Regions from separate parts of the Gossypium hirsutum genome. Here region 2 is linked to region 1. A link is a contact called in public Hi-C data. All regions are on one chromosome and are shown on one strand. Each heading gives the region's core, a stretch centred on a gene start, on an enhancer-like site or on the middle of the called end of the contact. The rest is flanking DNA. Distances are from core to core; before and after follow the strand shown.

Region 1 (5,473 bases), core at 2,046-4,545:
ATGGACATTCCAACTTAAGATTTTTATGGCTTCAGGTTGGCTTGCCTCTTGGCAGCTGCTGATAACAAATGATTAATTTCCAATAATCCCCTATTTCTAACTACCAAAATGTTACTTTCTTCAGTCTCCCCCTAGCTCTCTTTTCCCCTTCCTCTCCTATTAACACATCATCTTCCAAACCATGGTCCACTACAGTTTGGGCTTAACCTGTCAATGAATTTTCCCCTTGACATGAAGAGGACGTTCTTCCTTCCAAATTGAAACCTAAAATAGGGTCAATAACCTTGTTACTCCCTTATTTTTTACCTACTCCCCACCCACTGTTTCCTAGTGTTCGGCCGCTTACTCTGCTTCCACCCAGTACTCCTTCTCCTTCCTCTCGTAGCTAGATGCTATTCATTGCTTGGGCTCTCCGAGATTGTCTCGCAGTGATAAGTCCCAACCCATTTCAGCAATTTCTACCCCTAATGCATCTTTGCTTCACAAAAAGAATCATTATGGCCCAAACGGCCAAAATAGAAACAAAAAAGTGATAATCTTTAATACTTAAATCTAATATTTGATTCTCTTTCACCAGATTCAAGCCATCATACTCCATAAAACTTCCTATGAAATTACCCAATTGCATAGCCAAATTGTCAGAAAAAAACCTATAGGAACATCATGAATTTGTACCTACAAAATGTGTTAAAATTAAAGGAACTTTTAATGGATCCTCCCCCCATTGCAGCTTGTATAACACTAATAAATGATTATTAAAAGTCCATGGCGACCCCTTCAAAATCCTATCCATATTCATAACATGAAAAAATTGAAATAAATACTTTTTCTCCCCCGGATCTCGAATTTGAACACCACGAACAGGATGCCATAGGTTGGCCATAGTGCTATTCATTGCTAGGAAGTGAATAATACTGGCTGTTAAAAAGCATCTCACCAACCTAAAAGTCCCCACTTCTCTTTCCGTGTTCGAATCTACTTGTAGTTGTAAAACTTCTTCTTCTTTTTCATTGAGCGTTAATCCAACAAAATCTATTTCTATGGATGCAGGTAAAATCTCAAACGTACATAACCTTTTTCTAAAGATTAAAGAGGACTTTAAAGATGGTTGCTACCAACAAAACAGAAGACTCAATAAAAACCTAAAAACTTGCCAGAGAAAGCAGAAAGTTGCGTGCTAGGGTAGCAGACCTGTTCTCAACGCTATTTTTAAATAATAAACAATTTCTATATGATACAGAAGACGAAGTATACCATGTTTTCTTTTTCTTATAAGATCTAGCGTTAAGTAAATACTAAACTTACATAAGCAAAAATGTCATATTCTTCATTAAAGTAACTAATGTTATCTTTTCAAAATGAGCTTTCCATTTGAAATCAAGTTTTCTCCTCATGAAACTTTAATTGCAAAAAATTGATCTTGATTTTTTTTTCGGTTTCTTTCAAAAATTTCACCTTTTTAACTTAAGATGAACCCAAACATTTTTGAAGCAAAATTTAGAATATCTCATGGTAGTCTAAATCAAGTTATTCAACCTTCCACTTAAGTTTAATAAGTCAAGCAAAAGACATAAAATTTTGAGTTTTTTATTATTATAAAATTTGGAAAATTTTTTAGGGTTTTAAAAGAAAAAAATTGAGTTAAAAATTGAAAGCTGAGACCTATTACTACTCTGCTATTTAAATCTCCTTTGAGAAGAGATATTGATCTTTTAAAGGTTAAACTTACGTGGTTTAGTTCTATTTTTTTAATTTAATTTAATTTTTTATTTAGCTTTTTATATAATATTACATTATCGGTGTAGAATTGATAATTAGGAAAAAAAATTTACATATTAAATTTTCATTGGTTAGTTTAACATTTACTTAGGGTGTTAACTCCATGTACATAATAATATACATATTAAACATTTTAAAAGTATAAGTATCACATTGAACATATTATAAAAATATAAGTACCAAATAATAGTTCACATACCACATTGAACAATTTCAAAATATATATACCACATTGCACATTTTTTGAAAGTATAAGTACCAAATAATACACAAATTGATTGTTTAGGTATCACATTGTACATTTCAAAGAATAAGTATCACAATGGACATTTTTAAAAATATATGTACCAAATGTGATATTATCCCTTTATTTTAATCCATTTTACATTTTATTACAGTCAGCTCTCTCTGTAACTGTACTCATCCGCTATAATGACCAAGTTTATAGTAAAATCGATTTTTTACATTTTATTTTAACGCTCTGTAACAACTTTTCACTTATAACAATAACAACTACAGTTATAAAATACATTCTTTATTAAATTAGTTTTTTATAACAACATATTATCGAAAATTTTAGCAAAATTATAACTATTTCATATAAACAAAACTTATTAATTATAAATTATTAAAAAAAATGGTCTTAATTAAAACATTATTTCTATAAAATATTTAAATTTTACATGAAAATCCTAATAATAATTTATTAAATGAAAACAATCTTCAATGAGTGGAATTAAATGTATCAATTTAATAATGGATAAATATCAAAACTATACATCAACTATGGTTTAATGTGCAATTGTATACATGAACTTTGATTTTGTGTAGTTTTATACATGAAATTTTGATTTGATCCAATTCTTGTAAATTATATAACACAATTATTGATATAACATTATTTTATGTTTATATATTGCATTCATAAATAATTATATTTATCCAATATAAAAATAAATAGATGTATTTATTTCTTTAAAACATGTATGATTAAATAAAAAATAAAGTTTTAAGTATACATTTGAATCACAATTAAAGTTTCACATGCATAATTGCACAAAATTAAAGTTTATATATACAATTACACATTAAATCAAAGTTCATGTATAATTTTTAGATTTATCCCATTTAATAAACTATTAAGTTCTCTTATTAAATATTCTACTATGAATTTAGATCATTATAAACTTATAAATTGATTATTTGAATTTAAAACTCATGATAAACAAATTAATTTAATTTAATAACACATACCAATTAATTCAACTTGTTCATAATTAATCATATGAAAAAATATAAAATAAAATATGCTTAAAAGTAATAATGCATAAATTTTGTTAATTTAATTCCTCGTTCTTACTACTTTCTTTGATGAAAAATTACATCATGAATTTTGTTGTAAGTTTAGGACTAGAAAAAATTAATTCACAAACAAAATCGGCCCTAAATTGAAAGAAAAGAGAAATTGTTAAGATGGATGGCCTGGCCCATGGAGAGGTTGCCAAGTTGGGCTTCCGGGTTGAATCTACAGTCTCAAGTTTGTCCGGGCATAACTCCCATCGATTTCGAGCGCCGTAGCCTGTGTCGTTAAAGCGAGCAAAATCCGATTCCAACTCTAGGTCTTGTGGGGAGGCTATTTTTAATGACACTTTGCTTACCCGGAAGAGCTTGAGAAGTTAATATCAAAAGTTTGAAGGAGATAAGAGGTACCTAATGGAGCGTACGCTTTGGGGACATCTACCCTTGTTAGTAAGAGCCAACTCCAAAGAATCGGTGGAATATATTCTTCAAACCCTTTGGAGAACCCGGAAGACTGGTCTCGACGCCGACGACCGTCGACTCATCTGCCAAATGCTTCAGCTCCAAAACGAGTCCGACCTTGACCCAGTAATTATCCACTCCCTCACTCAAATGCTCATCGTTGTTAGTAAAGATTATAGTATTTGGTTTTTGCTAAACATTTTGTTGTACTTCCCTATTGCCGTTGTTATTTCTGTAAGATGCTAGCTTTTAACAATAGTACTACTCTTTAACAACAGTGTTGATTAAAGTAGCAAGCAAACTAGTAAGAACAACTTTCTGATTTGATAAAAAGATTTGAAATATTGAGCTTTATTAATTTTCTTATGCTCAATGATCTGTATCTGCTATAAAGAGTTTTGGAGTTCAGTTCTGGTTGTTATATGCTAGAGCTGCACTTTACAGTGATGTTGCTTCCTTAGGCTGTTTCTCACATTTGCTTTCCTAGATTTTGGCTATCTAATTGTTTCCTTTTCGAGTTTAGTTTTTTTTTTTTGGTGAAATTTCGAGTTTAGTTTTGATTGTTGTATGCTGGAGCTGGATCTAACATGGAAATTACTTCCTCTGGTTGTTTCTGGATTTTGCTTTCCCTAGATTTTGGCTATCTAATTGTTTCCTTTTCAAGTTTAGTTTTTTTTTTTGGTGAAATTTCGAGTTTAGTTTTGATTGTTGTATGCTGGAGCTGGATCTAACATGGAAATTACTTCCTCTGGTTGTTTCTGGATTTTGCTTTCCCTAGATTTTGGCTCATATAATTGTTTCTTTCCATCAATGATCTCTAGTTGGTATAAAGATTTCTCAAGTTCAGTTTTAAGTATTATATGCTGAAGCTAGAGACTTAACATGGAAATTACTGCTTCGGGTTGTTTCTGGATTTTTCTTTCTCTGGAATTTGGCTCATCAAATTGTTTGTTGTATCCCTCGATATTCCACTTGTATCAAAGATTTATTCCCATATTGGTTTCATATACTTATGTCCTTAATATTGCAGTTGCTGACCTCGTATTGAGAAAAATATTTTATATAATCTCTCTTCAAATTAGCATTTATGCGTTGTGTGCCCAAAAGGCATAGATCTTTTATCTTATCTGGCTGTTACTTAGTGAGATAAATTACGTATGCTTCTACTCTTCAGCTTCTAGTATGTCTCCGCATGTTAATGCGTAAATGTGTTTATGAGAACATCAGCAAAGATGATATTCAAAAGCTGTTTCCTAGTGAGGTTCTTCCTGAATTACAAAGACTGATGACACTTTTGCTGCAAAAGTTTCAAAGAGAATGGCGTGCAGATGTACACATGGATAAGGTCAGGAATTTTATTTTGCTCTATTTTAGGAATATTTATCCCAAATTTAGTTGGATCATGGATGGTATAGGTAACAATTTTACTTCTTAAATTAATTAAAATCAGGTTTCTTTGCCACGCTTAAAGACAATGACTTGGAATTTGGCAACTCAGGACAGTGAAGTGAGGGAACCAGTGGCTGTTATCAATTTGAAGGTATGAACCTTTTTGTTGACAAGTTGGTGCCATGGATGCCTTTATGTTACAGATTGGAGATTTTCACATGTATGGAATTGGGTAATTTATCATCTTTAAAATGTTAACATAATATGTACTTTTTCTGGATTGCATGATTTTCTTTATTCTCCCAAAGTAGTGATATGATGTTTTTTTTACTTTGCTTGCTCTTTATGCAGCTCCAAAATGATATGCAGTGTCCACAAGAGTCGGATTTGTCATTCCAATTAGCCAAAGAAACCCTGGATACAATGCTGAAGTCTGTGTACAGTATAAGAGATCAGTTGTCGAATATGGTTTGTGCCATGGCTGAGTTTGCCTTTTCACTTCCAATCCATATTTTAGTAGAAGCAAACACATTTCAGTTTCAAA
Region 2 (5,473 bases), core at 1,856-4,355, 230 kb after region 1:
TATCACTCCTTGGAGATGAACAAAATCTTGATATTGTAATGATTTAACTGCAAAAAGCAGATCATAAATTCTCAAAATATCCTGTATGCAAACAGAGGAGAGCTTCTAGAGCAAGCATTAATAGCTGAAGACACTACAGAAAGTCTTTTGTGGACTTCAATGTCGAATGACATTAAAAGAATCTTAGCAGAAGATCTAAAAAAAGCTGGTAATAAACTGAAGCAGGAGGGCTGACATAAAGCCCTTTGTTATGAACAGGAGGAACTTAGATACGCTCCATGGAACAGTAGGCTTTATTAGATTATCATTCAACAAACCTGAACGAACACAGAATCTGCAATTTCATCCTCCACGGACATGTCTCCTCTTGCTAAAATCTTCTGCTGCACCTGAAATAAGATATCAGTGCAGAAGCGTGAAAATGGAGATCATTCTAAATTTATAGGAAAAGTATGAACTCAGATATAAAAGGCAAACCTTTTCCAAATAACTATCCACAGAGCCATCCGTGATAGTTGGATCCACTATGAAGTCGAATAACTCTCGGATTGTCATGACAGCTACACCATGTTTTTTAAAGAAATCCTGCACCAGGCAATGACTGATTAACTCTTACAGTCACCCTGTTAGTCAATGTTACAATCTCACATCCAATAAATATTAATCATACAAAAAGAAAAAGTGACAAACAAAAAATTTCTAAAGAGAGAAAATAAACATACAGAAACGTGAATACAATCTTCACGTAAAAAATCCAGGGCATGTGGGTGGTCAAGATCAACCGCTTGAGAAACGTCAATTATGTATAAGTGACCCTGTAAAGTGGAAAATTTTCAAATGAACAAAAGTTAACTTAGAGATCCCTTTTTCCTCTTTGCCTATTGTTTTTGCTAAGAAGATAGCCAGATCAAAGCACAAAGAAAATTGTTTTCAGTTGCAAGGAATTGAAAAAAGTTAGCCATCACCTCATAAAATAGTATGTTATATTCACTGAGATCTCCATGTACTAGTTTGCATTTCTGGTATAATGTCCGCATTGCTACTATCATCTAGGGAAAATAGCCAAGAAGTCAGCATATAGAGAAAAAAAAAGAAAACTACAGTAATATAACTTATAAACTTTTGAGTAGCTCAAGATAATGTGACCGTAGCTTAACATAAGGACACACCTCCACATAACATTCACGCAACTTGTCTAAAGATAATGCCGCAACTTTAAGACGAGGCGCAGCCCAACCAGCTTTTCCTGTAACATAGTTTTAGCAGTTAGTACCCAAAACTCGTACAAAAGCATTAAAAAATGTAAAACCATTCTCTATGTCCTGATCATTGAAGAGAATTAAAGCAATAATAATTAAAAACTCATACTACCTATGAATTCCATGACAAGCACATGAAGTCTCAAAAGTAATGGAGTTGGGCATCTAATTCCTGCAGCCTTAAGCCTGCAACTCAAAACAAACATCTCCACTCATGAAAAAGCAAGCAAAACGATGCACACATAATTAGTCATGTATATCTGTTCACAGAATCAAAGGTAAACGGGAAATAATTAAAATCTTGTTTTACCTCATAAGATTCCTCATTTCTTTCTCAGCCCATGTCTTCACCATTTTTCTAGGATTGTGCTTACAATAACCATATCTGAACCGGTAATCACCTTGTACATATCGATCTCGATCCCTTGAGTTATTATCAGAAACCAATTGATTACAATTTTTAACATGCAAAAATTTTGGCATGAAAACACGGGATCTAATATTGTAGAAAAATAAAATACAACAGCAGATCTCACAAAGTGATATGCTACATCAAATAAGGAATAGAAGACCACAAGTGCAAGCTAACATCTATGATGAAATCAAGAACATTCATCCAAAAACAATACCACCAAATGGAAAGGAACAATTATGCTTACATCCAGTGCCCTCATCTCACCAATTCTTCACTAATTCTTAACACATTAAAAGGGGGAATGTTCTATAATGTTGGGACAAAATTGAAAAGGTTTGAAGTCTAATTATCTAATCAAAACACCACTTACTTGAAAACCAAAACAGAAGTTTTATATACTTTGATTGCTAGTTCCTGACCATCAGATTTTGTTGCATGATATACATTTGCCTGTTCAAAGAACGAACTAAATATCACGTGATTTCATCAGACTATGATTTTACAAACTGAAGCATGAACAATTAACATCTAACAATAACATCACATTACATACTTCTTTTCCAGTTGAAATGCAGCCGTTGATATCATGAAACACACCGCGGTTAAGCATTTTAAACAGAACCATACGAGTTCTTGGATCAATAGCCTGCAGAACAACTTCATGATGAGCTCAATCTTCCAAAATACTAGTAACTAATAAGAAAAAATCATCAAAATATTCAGAGCAATCAACTACGAGTAATTTCACCTGCTCAACAGTTGCACGATCAGCTTTCTCAGTAGTTTTAGTTTTACCAATGGCCATTTCACGAACACTTTCACGAATTGCAGTTGTAACCGAGTTCGACATTCCAACATTTATCCTCCCTTCCCACTCCTACACCATTCATTCAGTAATCCAATTGGAAGAAACAAAATAATAATAATAATAACAATAATAATAATAATAATAAGCTTAAATGATCGTGACAATGTATTTTTACCTCTAAAGGGGAAGCTCGAATATGATTAGAGAACTTCTGGTTACGGTTGGAGAGAGGTTGAAGAGCGGACGAATTAGGCCTAGAGTGAACACCGCCGTGAGCGTTAGGCCGCCTCGACGCAAGCGTGAAAGAACTATCAATGAACTCGTCATCGACCTTGGAATCCAAATAATCCAATGCCTCGACGATTTCAGAATCGGATGACCACGACAAGTCTTCTTCCTCATCTTCATAATCCGCTGCATCGTTCGGTGCTGCTTCTGGTTTCTCTCCCAATTTAGACATCCCCGCCGACATAGCTTTTACGCTTCCAGAGGAAACGGGAAGATTATTGGCGGCAATCGGTTACGGCTTTAAAACCCTAAAAATGGAGGAATGAATTCCCTCTTCACTTGAATGGGCTGACCGGCCCATGCGAAATCTTCGAGCGGGACTTTTCGGTTCGGCTTTTCTATCCAGACATTTTAAAAAATAAAAGAACTTAAACAATCCCTCAAAATTAAATAAAATAGTCCCTCTCAAAACAAATTGAAGCAATTTAATCCTTAACAATTTTAAAAGTGAGCAATTAAGGGTAATTAATCTCAAAATTAATATATTTCCTCAATTGTACATAATTTTAATTGTTATAATAATAAATTTAGCCTTTAATATTTACATATTTTATCATTTTAGCATGAATTCTAAAAAATTCAACAAATTCGACCTCAACATTTATACATTTACATAAAAGCGAGATAAATTTGTTATATTATGATCAAATTTTAAATACTTATTTTAAAAATCATTTGCTTTTTAGGATTATTTATTTTTTAAAAATATTTGTTGACGTGGGAAACATTAACATGATATGATATACACATAGATGCCATGTGTCTTCGTCCGATTGTTCCATCAGTCACGTCAAAAAAACTTAATGGTCATACTTGGTCAATGTTAACGGAAGGCTTGATTGATTAATTTTTCCCCTTTAAGAGCTAAATTGATTAATTTTTCATCATTAAAGGCTTAGTTAAGTGCAAAATTTTTCATAAGGACTTGATTAAATTTTAAATTTTTTGTTGAGGGCCTTTTTTACTATTAAGCCATTGAATAAACTTGAAAAGACATAATTAGTAGGAACCATAAGTATGGTTGAATCCAAAAAATCTAAAGTAACTTTATTCCTTCAACTAAAACAAATAAAATAAAGAAAAATTCAAAAATTAAAATTAAGATTTAGAAAAAGCAAAGAAAGCAATAATTAAAATTTTAGAAAAAATCAATGAGATAAAACTATAGTCAAAGTAAATTCTTTGTTTGATTAAAGGTTTGATTATTGATACAAAGATAAATTTAAGTATCTTTTAATAAATTAGTTATAAATGCCGATGATCACCTAGTAACTTAATTTATTCATACTTTCTTGCTAATCAAGATAATTGTCATTAATTATTTCCCTTATTGACAAACAATCCTATAACAATCGCTTAGGAATTTAATTTATCAATATCCTTGAGAACGAAAGAGGCTCAATAGTAACTAAGAAATGCATAATCAAGGTTTATTTAAGTTAGATTGTATACTCACACTACACATATAATCATATAGTTGTCACAAATATTAGAAATCAATCAATCGACTAATTATTTAATTGACAAAACAATTATTTTAAGCTATCAAATATTGACTGAATAGTTAACAAACCTGAACAATTGTAATTAAATCATAAGACATATAAACACCAAAGAGCAAAGAAAGGTTCAAAGCAATTTGATCTTACAAACTTGTATAATCAAATTCTGAATATTACTTCAACTAGAAAAAAAGAGTTTAACAAGCCATAAAGAAAATAAAATGCAAAATCAAATAAAGTTCGAGATATCCCTGTCTCCCCTAGTAGTGTATATTTATAGGGTAGAAATAATATAATGGAGAAAATACAAAATTTTTCTTGAATACATAAAGCAATTTTTTTTCTAGGTTTTTCGGTAATTTTCGTGTCAAATTTTCATACCGTTTTTGGTAGGGGTAAGCAAAATCTGGTTCAATTCGAAAAACTTGATAAAATTTTCAAATTTTGAATTAAATAGTTCGAGTTGTTTGAGTTAATCAAGTTATTTTGATTAACTCGAATAAAAAATTAAGTTTTCCGTTTTAACTCGAATATGAATTACAAAATTCGAGTTATCCAAAAATCCAAAAAAGAAAAGGCAAAACTACACCATTTTAATAAATGTTTACATTTTCTAAAGTTAAAAGTCAAAATCATTAAGTTAGGCAAAACTACATTGTTTTGATAAATGTTTACTCATTAAGTTAAAAGGTAAAATCATTATATTGTTTATATAGTTAAATAATTTTATACTTTGTTTACTAGTTAAATAATCGGTTCATGTAAACACAATATTAAGTATAAATAATAGGATTCACTAACTCGACTCGACTTGACTTAAAATTTTTTGATTTGATTTGATCCGATTAGAAAAAAATTCAAATTGAGTTTGGTTGCTAAAATAGGATTCGTCAACTCAACTAACTTGAAAATTTTTTACTCAATCGAATATTCACTCCTAATTTTTGGGTGCCTTCCTATAGTTATATTATGAGCACAAAACAGAAGTCCAAATGATAAAAAAACATGTCAAAAATAAAGTGTAAGTTACTTTTTCTCAAATTATTCCCTAGCAGTAATAAAAAAAATATAAATATAAATAATGTAATGGATAACATAAATAGAATAATTCAAGAAAAAAATCACAACTAATTTAAAATTTAGGTACTTTAACAATTATATTTTAACCTCTTAAAATATTATAATTTAATTTTAATCCACT

What was found. A called contact is a pair of places that touch in the nucleus more often than the background predicts.
Region 2: a contact with region 1 is called in a Hi-C map of leaf, with 2.9 times the contacts expected there. The contact joins the promoter of LOC107886369 here to the promoter of LOC107886242 in region 1. A contact is called at or near these places in 11 of 34 Hi-C or Micro-C datasets (callus, fibers, hypocotyl and 2 more).

Annotation. Positions count from the first base shown.
Region 1 is chrA03:12,158,312-12,163,784 of Gossypium_hirsutum_v2.1, forward strand. LOC107886242 (COMM domain-containing protein 9) reads left to right here and starts at 3,296. Exons shown (of 5, transcript XM_016810121.2): 1 at 3,296-3,666; 2 at 4,715-4,885; 3 at 4,991-5,080; 4 at 5,281-5,397. The coding sequence starts at 3,493. LOC107886244 (a long non-coding RNA gene) reads left to right here. Exons shown (of 5, transcript XR_001680672.2): 5 at 1,051-2,256.
Region 2 is chrA03:12,385,625-12,391,097 of Gossypium_hirsutum_v2.1, forward strand. LOC107886369 (serine/threonine-protein kinase rio1) reads right to left here and starts at 3,106. Exons shown (of 12, transcript XM_016810297.2): 1 at 2,658-3,106; 2 at 2,423-2,551; 3 at 2,228-2,320; 4 at 2,045-2,124; 5 at 1,570-1,683; 6 at 1,372-1,445; 7 at 1,170-1,246; 8 at 966-1,049; 9 at 723-815; 10 at 478-585; 11 at 318-389. The coding sequence starts at 2,954.